Linked DNA regions of Sus scrofa: region 1 is linked to region 2. The links are chromatin contacts, called in public HiChIP or PLAC-seq maps. All regions are on one chromosome and are shown on one strand. Each heading gives the region's core, a stretch centred on a gene start, on an enhancer-like site or on the middle of the called end of the contact. The rest is flanking DNA. Distances are from core to core; before and after follow the strand shown. Region 1 holds the start of NABP1 (nucleic acid binding protein 1). Region 2 overlaps LOC100516649 (a long non-coding RNA gene).

Region 1 (2,700 bases), core at 130-2,629, 53 kb after region 2:
ACCACATAAATAAAACTTTCCCCCACCTCAGCTTATGTTTCAGGGTTTCCCACTGTTGTTATATGATTGTTTCGGATGTACAAAAACAAATACAAAACTTGATAGCTCATGAAAAAAACAGGGAGGAAATGTAAATGCACATTTCTAAGTGAAAAAAGCCATTATGAAAGGCTACATACTGTATGATTTCAACTATGTGACATACTGGAAAATGAAGCCTAAAAATATTAGTGGTTGCCAAGGATGAGGGGTAAGGGAAGGATGAATAGGTGGCGCACAAGATTTTTAGGGCAATGAAACTACTCTGTATAATACTATTAATTTTGCATACGTATCATTATACATTTGTCCAAAACCATAAAATGTACAATACCAAGAACAAACCCTAAGGTAAACTAAGGATTTTGCATAATAATATGTTAATGTTGTTCATCAACTGTAACAAACATACCACTCTGGGGGAGACATTGATAATGGGAAGAGGTCACGCATGTGTGGGGATAGAGAGCATATGGGAAATTTCTGTACCTTCCTCTCTTAGTTTTGCTGTAGACATAAAACTGCTCTAAAAACAGACTATTAATAAAATGAACGTAGAGAAGAAAAGCAAAATGGGGAGTGTAATCTGAGAGGAGCAAGAAAAAATAGTTAAGTTTGCAAAGGAATTTAACTTCTTGTTTATCTGCCTAGTATTACAGAGTGAAAAGCACCAAGGCTAGGTCACTTGTGTTTGTGTCCTGCTTGCTCATAAAGTTGCTGAGTGACCTTCAGCAAGCCACCTCACAGTTCCTGCTCTCAATAAGCTTAAAATGAGGCAGTAGAGTGGAACTCTTTTGCCCTCTGGTCTTAAAATTCCAGCCTCGCTGCTAAGGACCCATCCCTACCTTTTATTTTCTTTCAACCAGACCAGCCACACTTGCTTGAACCTTGTTCTTCCTCTCCTGCATACTTTTTGACGTACCCACTGCGTTCTAAAACACAGCAACCGTTCTCCTTGACCGCGAAACTAAAAAGCAGGGGCGAAGGACTGAAATCTGAGGGACAATATGCAAGAAAACCAGAAACTGGACAGTGAGTAGTAGAAGCCTGAAAAAGGAAGACTAGGCAGGGCAAAATAGACGCCGCGCGGCGACGGCGGAAGCAGGAGGAGAATGGGTCGGAGTTCAGAGCCGATTGGACGGCTGAGAGGGCGGGGTCCGCACTGACAGCCCAGGGGAGGAGCTAAGGAGGCTGAGCGGGCGTCGTCTGCTTGTTTCCGCCCCTTGGCTGCCCCTTTCCAGAGCCTAGAGGGCGGAGCGTCGGGCGTGCCCGACGCCGTGTGTCGTAACAAGGGGGCGGGGCGACGCGGGGGTCCAGCCGGTGCGCGGGCGCATTCTGCAGTCGCTGTTTGGGACGCTGGGTGCGCGGAAGCTTGGTCTCTGCTCTGGCTTCGCAGTCAAAGCCTGTTCCCTCCCTGGAGCTCGGGACAGGCTGGGCACGCGCCCCTGTGTGTGTGTGTGTATGTGTGTGTGTGTGTGTGAGAGGACTCAGGGCAGAGGCATCTTCTCGCTGCCTTTTTTTCTTCCTTTTATCCAAAGAAGGGGCAGTTCTCACGCTTGCCTTCCTGTCGCCTGGTTGGGAGCGGGGTCGGGGTGCGGAGTGGTTCGTGTTTTTTTCTTTTAAACTTGTCAGCGCTTTTTTCCCCCAGTTTTTTTCGGCTCAGTGTCTTCTGAGCTGGTTTCCTCCGTCCCTGACTAACCTCTTTCTGCCCCTTCTCTTGCCATCCTCGCCCAAGGTCGCCCCTCCGCCCTCGCACCTGGCCCAGGGGGGTGGTGGGAAGCTTTGTCCGGCTCCCTGCCCACTCGAGTCTCCGCATCGTAGCCGCACCTGCCTCATTATGAACGGGGTCAACGACCCCCCTCTTTTTATAAAAGATATTAAGCCCGGACTGAAAAACTTAAATGTCGTCTTTATTGTCTTGGAGATAGGTAAGTGGGGTCCACAGCCCACACCGCCGCCCGCAGTGCGTCCCGGGGCCAGAGGGAAGGGCGCTGCCGCCGCTAGCCGGGGGCTCCCCTCCCCCTTCCCTACCTTCTCTCTCCCCTCCCCCATCCACGTGGCTCCGTTGGCCCCTGCTGGGGCTGTAGCCTACCTGCGGGCGAGAACCCGGGGCTCGATCTCTTCCCACCTTTCAGACGCCTTTTGATCCCGGAGGAGGAGTTAGCTTTTTGGAAGTACTCATTTTCTAATACACCCCTCCCCCTTTTGATTTTTTAAATCCCCACAGGACGCGTGACCAAAACCAAAGACGGCCATGAAGTGAGATCATGCAAAGTAGCAGATAAAACGGGCAGCATCACTATTTCCGTGTGGGATGAAATCGGAGGTCTCATTCAGCCGGGGGATATTATTCGGTTGACCAGAGGGTAGGTGTTCATAAAGGGGTTGGGGAAGGGGTTGAGAGTGTCTCCTAAGTAGAAGTCTGGGAAATCGAAATTGACTGACGCCCAGGACCGTGGCAAGTTCTAAAGTTTCGTGTTGTTTTTCCTCGGGGCCACTCCGAGAAGTTTTGAGCCCCCTTCGATGTTAACCTCAGTTGGTGGACAGCATTGGTTTGTAACACCTAAGCCTTTAAAAGCAATTTCAACTGAGAATCTAAACAACCCCACCCTCAGTTTACAGATTTTTAAATACTGTTCAGGGATTATTGAGTCTTTTTAA
Region 2 (2,700 bases), core at 153-2,652:
AACACAGCAGATGTTCAATAAATATTTGTCCAAACGAGTGAATTAGTTATAGGTAAAGTCATGGTCAATATACACACAAATGAAGATTCAGAGTGAGGGTGGAGGTAAGTAGTCTTTATGACACCAAAGCAAAAAGTCCTCCAGCTGATGGAATTTCTTCTGGTTTCATATTAGAAAGCTGCCAAAAATGGCTGGGACTGGGGGACTTGAGTAAGTTCACCACAGCGGAAAGAGAGAAGTGTTTTTCGAAGGAGCAAAATGTAAATGTTTTGCACAATCTTTTAAAAATCATTATCTTAAATATTTGCATTTTCTGAATGTTTGTGCTCTGGAGCAAAGCCCAGGAATGCTATTTTTTTCAATCCCTCCCATCCTTCAAGGCTTGCCTCAAAGCATTTAACTCTGTAGCTGTTTTCCCCAAATCTCTCGTTTATTCTAGCACAAATTTTTTTTCAACATATGTTTGTGTCTCCATCTTCCTTTGAACCCCCATAGCTCTTTGCACTCTTCCTGCCCACCCGCCCTGTCCACCTTCTTCTCTGGTGACAGGTCTCTGCGTATCTGAGCCTCCCCTCTTGACAGCAAGCTCTGTGACAGCAGCAGCTCTTTGTGTCCCATACAGAAACACTAAGTTACTAAACATTGTTTGATAGGACTGATTAATTGAATCATTTGATCGGTATCAGAGTACTTTCTTAGGCAAGGGAGACAACTCTAGATGAAGGCTTAATAGGCCCTACATCATACTATCTTAACATAGCTCCTCTTCTAGAAACTTTGATATCTATACAGAGGTATTATGATTCAATTTTAAAACAGAAAAACAATATTTTTTCTTCAAATCTTACCAGTTTTACAGATATAGAGAGAATATTTTCAGCTGACCAAGTTTATCAAAAGAATGCCTATTTCAGGAAGGAAGGCAGAACTAGGGATGAAACTCCACCTCTGTATTTGATTGTTGCTGTGAAAATATGTAATTAGTATTTCACAGTAGTGAATGATGTTTATAAAATGTTTTGCCCTGTGTGGATATGTCTCTAATTAATATTATTTTATATGAACAAGGCAAAAATCAATTTGGACTTTTGTTAGTTTCATAGAATCTGTAAATAGTTCCAATGTAAAGCTTTTCTGATATCTTTCTCACACTATTATTTGCATGGGCATTTCTGGGGAGACTGCAGTTTTCCTTTCTGTCTCTATGTGGCATGAAAGAAGCAGCCACATCAATTGGGTGATATTTGTGTGAGCTGGAATCTAGTCTTGACTTTGGCAGTGAATAAATGAGTAATCTGGAATAAGTCACTTGGGATCTGAACTTCTTTATCTGAATCTGAACTATGAGGGAAGTGGACACCAGGATTTGCCTTCAGCAGCTCATAGGATTTCCTGTCCCCTCCTCACTTGCCAAGGCCCACAGCTGAGGCTTCTTGGTTTCACTTCCTTTTCTCCCCTATGCAGCTGCACCCAACCATTCTTAAAAAAACCAGACCCTTGGGTCTGGAGGTGGCGTGATAGATGACCTGTTCATGATAGGAAAGCTACGTTGCCATGCTTGGGATGGGCATGTGGGCAGGAGGAATGAGGTAAAGAGAACTAAGCCTGGGCAAGGGCAGAGGCTGGAGAAGTTGCAGTAAGGATGACCTGTATGTATGCCCAGCATCTCGGGGCAGAGGGGAAGAGAAGACAAGGGGTGAAGACAGAGGGCACTACCTTGGCTGGGAGACCTGTGCTCAGGTTGACATGGCTCCAAGTCCTAGGGTTGTCATTAGGAAGCTTGGATCTTTGAACAATACCCCCTCCCTCCCAATCCCCATAAACTCCAGGATAGACTTCTAGCAGCCTCACTAAAGGCCAATTCTGGTTTAAAACCTCCTTTGCATTATAGGATAAGTAAATAATCATACCAAGGCAGGATCAGTTCTCTTGGGGTGAAAGGGCATGAGAACACCATGAAGCTAAAGTAGGAACAGGCCTCCTCTCATCCTTCGCTCACCAGGGGAAGGTCCTGCGAATAGAGCCCAGGGCTGCTTCTTTTTCTTTCCCAGATGGAGCTCACACAAGCCCACCAGTTCTACCCCTTTGAAGATTTACATCTGTCACAGGGCTCCACACTTCCCCGTGCCCATTCTTCTTCAGGATTGTATCCCGAGAGTCCCTCCTCAGGGGGGACTGGACCTCAGGAATGAAGGGCTAAATTCTTCCATTCTTTCTTTAGGCCCCTTTGAAATATTCTTTTAAATTGGTGGAAGAGAGAATTATAAAGAGGAAGCAAACTGGCAACACAGCTTATGAGATTTTTTTGATTTTGCTTGAGATGGACTAGGCCTCCCAACAAATAGACTTTTTTTTTTTTTTTTTTTTTTTTGCCTTTTTTTAAGGGCCACACCTGTGGCATCTGGAAGTTCCTAGGCTAGGGGTAGAATCAGAGCTGCAGCTGCCAGCCTATGCCACAGATCCAAACAGCATCTGTAACCTATACCACAGCTTGTGGCAATGCTGGATCCTTAACCCACTGAGTGAGGCCAGGGGTAGAACCCACATCCTCATGGATACTAGTTAGGTTCTTAATCCACTGAGCCACAATGGAAACTCCTTTTTACTTATTTATTTTTAATTTTTTTTGCTTTTTTAGGGCCGCACCCGAGGCATATGGAGATTCCCAGACTAGGGGGCGAATTAGAGCTGTAGCTGCCA

The links. HiChIP or PLAC-seq counts read pairs in DNA pulled down with a chosen protein or histone mark.
Region 1: an H3K27ac HiChIP or PLAC-seq map of alveolar macrophages shows a contact between it and region 2. The contact joins the promoter of NABP1 here to the enhancer-like site in region 2. A contact is called at or near these places in 8 of 47 Hi-C or Micro-C datasets (alveolar macrophages, blood, epiblast stem cells and 2 more) and 1 of 2 datasets of contacts at active chromatin or transcription factors (alveolar macrophages).

What each region holds. Positions count from the first base shown.
Region 1 is chr15:96,312,505-96,315,204 of Sscrofa11.1, forward strand. It overlaps NABP1 (nucleic acid binding protein 1), which reads left to right and starts at 1,380. Exons shown (of 6, transcript NM_001244491.1): 1 at 1,380-1,967; 2 at 2,267-2,405. The coding sequence starts at 1,877. It overlaps LOC100516649 (a long non-coding RNA gene), which reads right to left and starts at 1,245. Exons shown (of 4, transcript XR_002339369.1): 1 at 885-1,245.
Region 2 is chr15:96,259,064-96,261,763 of Sscrofa11.1, forward strand. All of the region lies in intron 2 of LOC100516649 (a long non-coding RNA gene), which reads right to left. Among named protein-coding and RNA genes, the nearest start is that of NABP1, 53 kb to the right of the region's middle. Within about 2 kb of position 1,403, at least 16 of the 83 cell types and tissues checked have an H3K27ac peak or open chromatin away from gene starts, as enhancers often do. A contact at or near this core is called in alveolar macrophages and retroperitoneal adipose tissue, where this site is marked.